Linked DNA regions of Xenopus laevis: regions 1 and 2 are each linked to region 3. A link is a contact called in public Hi-C data. All regions are on one chromosome and are shown on one strand. The core of a region is the stretch at or near the end of the contact, and the rest is flanking DNA. Distances in the headings are between cores, read along the strand shown. Region 1 holds the start of LOC108707495 (putative claudin-24). Region 2 holds the start of shroom2.L (protein Shroom2). Region 3 overlaps shroom2.L (protein Shroom2).

Evidence for each region. A called contact is a pair of places that touch in the nucleus more often than the background predicts.
Region 1: a Hi-C map of the XL177 cell line shows a contact between it and region 3, with 3 times the contacts expected there. The contact joins the promoter of LOC108707495 here to the enhancer-like site in region 3. A contact is called at or near these places in 2 of 4 Hi-C or Micro-C datasets (the XL177 cell line and the XTC cell line).
Region 2: a Hi-C map of the XL177 cell line shows a contact between it and region 3, with 2.6 times the contacts expected there. The contact joins the promoter of shroom2.L here to the enhancer-like site in region 3. A contact is called at or near these places in 2 of 4 Hi-C or Micro-C datasets (the XL177 cell line and the XTC cell line).

Annotation. Positions count from the first base shown.
Region 1 is chr2L:79,741,953-79,744,652 of Xenopus_laevis_v10.1, forward strand. LOC108707495 (putative claudin-24) reads right to left here and starts at 1,311. Exons shown (of 1, transcript XM_018245494.2): 1 at 1-1,311. The coding sequence starts at 1,293. The coding sequence ends at 667.
Region 2 is chr2L:79,585,818-79,588,517 of Xenopus_laevis_v10.1, forward strand. It overlaps shroom2.L (protein Shroom2), which reads left to right and starts at 1,446. Exons shown (of 10, transcript XM_018246619.2): 1 at 1,446-2,588. The coding sequence starts at 2,376.
Region 3 is chr2L:79,668,893-79,671,592 of Xenopus_laevis_v10.1, forward strand. All of the region lies in intron 2 of shroom2.L (protein Shroom2), which reads left to right. Among protein-coding and RNA genes, the nearest start is that of cldn34.L, 60 kb to the right of the region's middle. Within about 2 kb of position 1,424, at least 2 of the 7 cell types and tissues checked have an H3K27ac peak or open chromatin away from gene starts, as enhancers often do.

The DNA of each region.
Region 1 (2,700 bases), core at 61-2,560, 73 kb after region 3:
ATACTGATATAATTTGCTGATTATATGGTGTAGGTATATTTGATATACAGAGTTCTATGAAATCTCAAATGGTACGACTATTAAAAATATAATCATTTCACTGCAAACAAGTCCAAACAAGTCATCTTTTTTTTATTTATTTATTTTCTTGCCTCATCATTTTCAGAGCTAGACAAATTAATTTCTCTAACCCGAGAAACATTTTCTGTATAAACTACACATTCTAGCAAATGCAATCTAGGCCAGGTCTGTAGTAACAAAGCATATATTGATTTTACAAGATCATCAAAAATAAACAAATTCAAATATGCAACTTGTGTGGGAATTTTCTGGCTTTTACATGTATTTGGGCTGAATGGGAAATTGCTATGCCTACAGCTTGGGCTTGCTGAGGGGTGGGGGCTAATTCAAAAAGCATGTGAGTAAAGTACTTACACAAAGGCTCCTATTATTCCCAGATTACCCTTCATTGTAAAACAGCACACATGTGGAAAAGAAAAGACATTATTTGTGACTTGACATTCCTTTTACTTCTAAGGATAAAACAGTAACACTTCTGTGATTTATCTGCATTTTATTGAGAAGAAATATTTTACAATTTGAATAGTAAAAGCAGTTTGATTATAAAAATGTAATTCTGGAATAAATATTAGCAATAATAGACTTTTAGACAGATTCAAGGTTTATGGTTGTAGCATTTGAACCCACTGGTGAAGTTTCTCCTTGGCCACTGTAGAAATGGGAAACAATGAGTACACTTCCGCCTGCTATTAAGAATAACCCACCAGTCCAGCCAGAAAACATAGCACTTCCATATTCAAAACGAGGAATGTCTTTGGGTAAGTTCCAAAATTTCACAAAGGCATCATAAGCAAAGTAGGATACAAAACAGGTGGATGAGGCGCCGGCTAGTAAAAAAAGACCTCCTCCAATCATAATTGCTATTTTTCGAACATATTTATCTTGGTCATCAAGACACTTCAGACAGGTCAGTGCAGGTGTGGAGACCATAAATCCGAGCACCCCACAGGATACCGAAAGACACATAAGTACACGACCCAACTGGATCTGAAGAGGCAAGTCAAGGATAGTTTGGAAATCTTGACATACTCTTGAACCCACATCTTGAATGGCACAGGTCTGCCACAAACCAAGTTGATAGCTTTCATTGACAAGCATACCTGACGAGACAATCAACCAGCGAGGTATGAATAAAGCCACCAAGCAGCAGATGTAACCAATTAGCGAAAGGAACAGAGCTGCAAGTTCAGTAAGGCAAAGCCCTGAATCCATTTGAGCGGCTCTGTCTTCTTTGCCTCTGTGTGGAATGACTGGCTGCCAGCAAAAGGCAAGCTTTCACATACCCATCTGAAGGCTGCCTTGAATAAATCAATGTCTCTTTTTCTATTTCTGAGCCTACAGTGTTCTGTCACATATGCCCTATTGTGGTCAGATGCTATCACAACTCTCAAAAAGTAAGTTGAATAAATGTGCCAATTCTTCTAAGAAAATAATAGGACTAAATCACACGAGCTTTCTACTGGTGTAAAAAAATGAAAATAATATTTATGTACTATATCAGGAATGAAGTATAATTTTTCATGTACTGGAGTGGATAGAGATGCAGATATTAATAAATGGTCATTATTTATAATCAGACTAGAAACAAATCAATCAACGAAAAATGAAAAAATGAAAATAATATTTATGTACTATATAAGGAAAGAAGTATAATCTTTCATGTACTAGAGTGGATACAGATGCAGATATTAATAAATGGTCATTATTTATAATCAGACTAGAAACAAATCAATTTAAAGAATTGTATTATTGTTTTTAGATGGGACAATTGTGATCAAAAAAGTTTATAATTAAATTCAAAGAAATGTCACTGTAATCACAGGGACTGTAAACGGACACATTTTTTCACACTTTTCAGCATTTTTTTCATTCATACTTTTATATTCGGATCTTTTATACCCTCCATGGCATATGTGGTTTTAGAGAAATAGAGTTTAATTGTGGTTTCAAATTGTGGTTTCAAAAAGCTGTAATCTAAAAAAAAATTCTAAAGAAGAGAATCCTTGAATGGTTGTTTCTAAGAGCCTCAAAAAGAACTGCTTACTTGGTGAGATCAAAAGATGAGCGGATCTTACCACTGGTTACTAGAGGAGACAAAAATGCTGCTTATTGTAACTTTAAGAGATGAATTTACGGTTTTCAAACCAGAAATTCAAAGAGCGCTTCTCTGTGCTAGCAACCTGGACTCCCTGGACCCCTCTGGGATGGCAGCAGCTGCAAGCCACTTAAGGTGGAAAAGGGGCTAGAATCGCCCCTGAACTGTACCCCTGCATGGTCACCATGTGGTGGATAATATTGTGCTCAACCTAGGGCCAAACAATCAGTTCAAAACAACAGGGATACAGGCTGACAAGCTGATGTCCACATTAACAAGCCAATGCCATCTTAACCCTAACAGGATTTTCTGCCATATATCTTTTGGGCAGGCACATTGGAGGGCACCATACTCGGTCTGGATGGGCCAAATTGTCAGCTTAAATGGCCTCCTCACCCCCTGTGTATGGCCTCCTCACCGCCTGTCCACAGTTAGTCCCTGATTTGAATGAATCTGCAATTATAAAAAGAAAGGGCATATGAAGACAGACCTCAAAAAAAAAAAGATTTCATTGGCTCATTCCT
Region 2 (2,700 bases), core at 196-2,695, 83 kb before region 3:
TTGAATCACTTGCTTATGTTCCCTTATGGGGGACTACTCAAAGGGGATGCCCCTCGTCTACCCTAAGCATGTTACCTGGTATAAAATCAAATATTTGGGACAACTATATGAAAACAAAAATTTTAAGACCTATGAAACTTTAGTAACCGAATATATACTCCCGAGAACAACGTGGTTCAGAAACCTCAAACTCAGACATGCAGCAAATAGCCAAATACCTAGTTTCCTACTCCCCCCCCCCCTGGGGTCTCCCTCTCAGTCCTCGAAGAAGGGCTCAGGGCACCTGTCCAGAAAGGGTTAACCTCCCGGATCTATTCTATACTCAGTAAGCAGAGGGGTAATCCCTTTGCCCAAAGTTATACTAAATGGACATCTGATATGCCACAGTTAAACCTAGAAGATTGGGAGGACTTTACCAACTCCTATTTATCCACTGTAATTAGTAGCAACGATACTCTAATACAGTACCATACAATACATAGAACCTGCCTTACGCAAGTGAGGCTGAATTCCATAGGCCTAATGGCAAATGTTTCAAATGTGGAGGCAGCCCAGGCACGTTTATGCATACTTTATGGTCCTTTCCAATAATTGATAAATTTTGGGCAAAAGTAACAACATTCACAGAACAAACTCTGGACTTGCCCAATATGCGATCACCAGAAGCATGTCTCCTGGGACTAGTGGAAAGTATAGTGCCCGACAAGCATAACTGCTCCCTGTTGCGGCCTTTATATTTCTATGCTAGGAAAACAATTCTTCTGTCATGGAAACTGCCCAAACCACCCACCCTGAAAAGATGGAAATCCTTGATAAATGAGGCTTTACCACTCTATAAACTGACCTACTTGAGCCGAGGCTGCCCAAACAAATTTCACAAAGTCTGGGGCCCATGGGCAGACACTGGACTCAGCTACAGAACAGGACAGCAGATAAACAACTCCTAAGACAGGAACATTTGAGTATACTGAACAACCTCCATGGCCTTAACCCCCCCTATATGTAGTGTGTCTGTTATAAGTTGAGGGGGAAAAAGTTTGTTCATTCATATGTACCCCTGCTTGTCGGGGAAAATGTAAAAAAGATGGTTCAAACACATATAAAGAAGAAATGCTTTATTATAGTCATCAACAAATATGTTGTTGTTCAAACAAATAAAGAAAACTTTTAAAAAAAAAAGTTACTTCAAACCCTGTACATTGGGTATAACAACTGCTTAAATAAATGTTTCTCATGGTGGCGGGGGGGGGGGGGGAACCTGAGGCTCTTTTCAGCTGTTATCGAACTACATCTTCCAGATTCCTTTGTCTGTCATGGCTTGCTGGGAGTTGTAGTTTACCGGCAGAAGGGGGAGACAACAGGTTGGAGATCCTGGCATTAGACAGTGTTATAATGTTATAATGACACGAGCATTCTCTCCAAGGGATAATCAGGGAGTGATTGGTAAGCACTAGTTGGGGGAAGGGAAGGAGCCAGCCTGCAGGGAAGCAACTCTATTTGCTTCTTCTTTTTCTTTCTTTCTGATATTGTGCTTCCCCCCCCCCCAAAAAAAATCGCAATCGTTCATCCTGGGCTGAGGAAACAAAAACAAGGCTCCAGTTGGAGGAAAGAAAAGCTTTAGTGTGAGGGGGGTGACCAGAGAGCAGGAAAGAGCCAGAACTGATTATTCATTCAGGTTGGAAGCAGCGGCTCAGTCACCTCTAGCATTGCAACCAGGAGGTCGGCTCCTACCAGGAAAGAGACACAATAAGGAACCGGGCACCTGCTGGGACTTGCGGACGGGCCTATTGCCTTATGATTATCATTTGCTCTTCAAGTTTGCCCCAATCTGAACAGGTGGTTTTTGGGTAACTGCTGAAATTGGCCAAGGAGATGAAGCAGGTCCTGGGTTTCAGATCAGAATTATCGTAGTTTATTGTTACGGCCCTGGGGGAGTTTTGTCTTATACTGATGGCGTTAGTGCCTGTGCACTGGGGGCAATGTTCAGTGCGTGGGAGTCCATAGGAGGCCCTGGCTGAACTCCCTGGAGGACTTTTCTTCTACTCGATTCGACATTTTGGATTTGCTGCTCATTTTTCTAGGTGCTCTGCTTGGAAACATTCCCAAAGTTCGTTTCAACAGAGAAACTTAGCCTTTGCTCAGCCTGTGGAATAAAGTAGCGAGACCGGCGAATTTGATCTGTCAGGAAATAATGAAAAGAGAATTGCGTTTCTTAAGGCAGTCGGATCTTTTTCTTGCAGCAGAGGGTGCATGTTGGTGTTAGGCTGCCTGCAATGTATTGCCTCCGCCTGGGAATTTGCTCATAAGAGGATCTGTCATTCATCACCCATTGCTCCTGGACTGCACAGTGTTGGTTTCAGTGCACAGCTACCAGCATGGAGAACCTGGAGCCAAGAGCTGGGCACGAGAGTTTTCTACCTGAGGATACAAGTGTTCAGCATGGTTTGTTGGATCAAGGGCAGACAGTGGTGGAGAGGAAACTAATGGAAGGCTACAGGCTGGTGGATGTTATTCTTACTGGAGGTGCTCCATGGGGATTTACTTTGAAAGGTGGCAAAGAACATGGAGAGCCCCTTATCATTACCAAGGTAAGGAGAACAAAATAAGCTACATGGATATAACTTAGGGTTGTAGAATGACACACTTATTGCAAGAACACATTTCCTGCTGGACAAATTACATTGGCTTCAAATTGTAGCA
Region 3 (2,700 bases), core at 174-2,673:
AATCATGTAAACATTAAATAAACCCAATAGGCTGGTTTTGCTTCCAATAAGGATTAATTATTTTAGTTTGGATCAGGGACAAGGTACTGTTTTATTATTACAGAGAAAAAGCAAATCATTTTTAAAAAAATGGATTATTTGGATAAATTGTAGTCAATAGGAGATGACCTTTCAGTAATTCGGAGCTTTCTGGATAATGGTTTTTCCGGATAACTTATCCCATACCTGTACGTGCATTTAATTCATGCACTCAAATGGAAATCCTAACTCAGTACAATTTTTATATCCAGGATATCACAGAAAATATACTACTGTACCATTCTGGAACTTTTGGACCGTTAGGGGCAGATTTATCAAGGATGGAATTTCGAGTTCATGGGAGTTATTTAAAACTCCCATAAACAACCATGAACTCGAAATTCGAGCAATCGAAATTTAGTCTGATGAATAGGATCAACCCGCAAACTCAAATCGAATTTGAATAGAATCTGATTCAAATTTTAAAGACCAGATTCGAATTTTTTTGAATATCAGGAAGGCTGCAAACAACTCCAAATTGATCCCAGGATGTCTTCCATAGGCTAAAACAGCGACTCGGCGGGTTTATGGTGGCAAATTAAATCTCAAAAATCGAATTTGATTCAGACAAATCTGCCCCTTGATATCGAAGTACATAAGGAAGGAGTCCCTCAGTCTTTGCTTTTTAATTTATTTATGAATGATTTTGAGGTTGTAAGTGATGTCTCTGTACTTGTCCATAATAATAAATGCTGTTTTTTTTCTACATTGCAGAATGATCTGAATAAGTTGGGGACTAGGCGGGAATTGGCAAATGAGATTCACCATTTATAAATGCAAAGCTATGCATTTGGGCAAAAATTAGCAAGAACACTAATTATGCACTAAATGGAATTGTGTTGGAGAAGTATGTTGCTTTTTTTTTTTTAGATAGCCTTTGCAATTCTAGGCAGTGTAAGTCAGTGTATGTTAAAGCTTGTAAAATACTTACTTGTTAAAGCTAAAGAGTAGTGACTTGAGGAATAAAAGCATAATTTTGCTTCCTTGTAGACCCCTGTTAAGGCATTACATCTTAAGTCCATGGGAGGTGGCACCGGAGGTTTCTGGTGATTCTTCCCCTCCTGCAGGCAGAGAAACCTCCCCCACTTGTGATGCGCAGTACAATGGATTGTATTTGTATTGTGCATTCTTTTTCTGAGTTGCTATGCAGCCCACCATAGTAAGAGATTAGTCATTAGAGTATTGCTGTCTAGCCTTTTCAGTGCATTTGGCAGACAATTTGCTTTTAAACATATTCAGGGGCAGTCATATAGTAAAACCATGATGTGATATGGAGGTGTCAAAACAACAGACCACTGCTACAACAACTACCGTAGTTCTTTTCTATGAAGTTTATATTTTCATTGAATTGGCTTCATATTTTTATCCAACTTCCTTTGCTGCATTTTAAGTGCCACCTTGTGGTGGAATTGTCATACTGTCGGTTTTCAATGCAGCCATTGTCTAACTTGCCAATCTATTACCCTTCTTTTAATATAGGACAGAGTTAGGAAAACTGTGATTGTAAGTGGGGTGCTGGGAGTTGCAGGCCAACAAATAGAGGACTCTAACTTGCCCTCATATTGTATTATGGTATTTAACAGAAGCAAGATTTGTTTGATTTAATATTTTGATTCCATTTCCCCTCTGGCACAATTACATGTTTGTCAAACTGCAAATTACATACCTTTAAGTTAACTTTTAGTATGTTATGTTATAATAATGAAAACCAGCAAATTATCTCAGAATATAACTCTGTACATCATACTAAAACTTAATTCAAAGGTGAGCAACCCCTTTAAATGGGACCTGTCAAGCTGAGACATAATCCACTGACAGAGTAAAATAAACTTTACCTTGCCCCAGGCATATAGATTAGCCCCTCATAGCTTATAGAAGACTGATCAAAACTAATTGCCAGTTAGTTGCAGATTTCAAATAAGCCCAAATACTTTTCGTTTTGCTCGTGGGATACATATTACATCAGTACTGAAATTATTGATCACAACATTGTATAACCTGTTGCTCTGAAATCAAATGCCAGACCAAACCATGATATCCAATATCTGCCAATGTATGTCTGGAATAGCACTATATTTGTGATGAGATATTATGGATACCTTTGGTTTGTACCTGAAAGTTGGCATCTGTTATGTGTTTATTTCTTAATGCTGTCCAATGGGCATATCCTCTCTCTCTCTCTCTCTCTCTCTCTCTCTCTCTCTCTCTCTCTCTCTCTCCTTTTGTATTTTTGTGAACAGTGTATGGCCATTCCACAGCTGCCAAGTAGTTAATATCCATGAATGCTTTATATGCAGGTTTCTCTTAAAACCATTATACAAATGAGTGGATGCACGGTTAGTGCATGGCATTGTCTTGTCTCTCAGGTATAGTTAGGCTTCATTGTCAAGATACTTATAGGCACAAAGCTTATACAATGGAACAGATTAACATGGGGGAAGAGGATATGCAGAGTTTAGGAGCCGTCAGATGATTCGCTTTGTCATGCTAGGCATTTAGCATCTTTATTAGGGTAAATAATGAATTTTCAGCAGTGACAGTTCTGACATTGTAAGAAAAGTTTCACGTCATTGTCATGCATCTTAACTGCTTTACTGGCTTTGTAATCCATTGTGTTCCAGA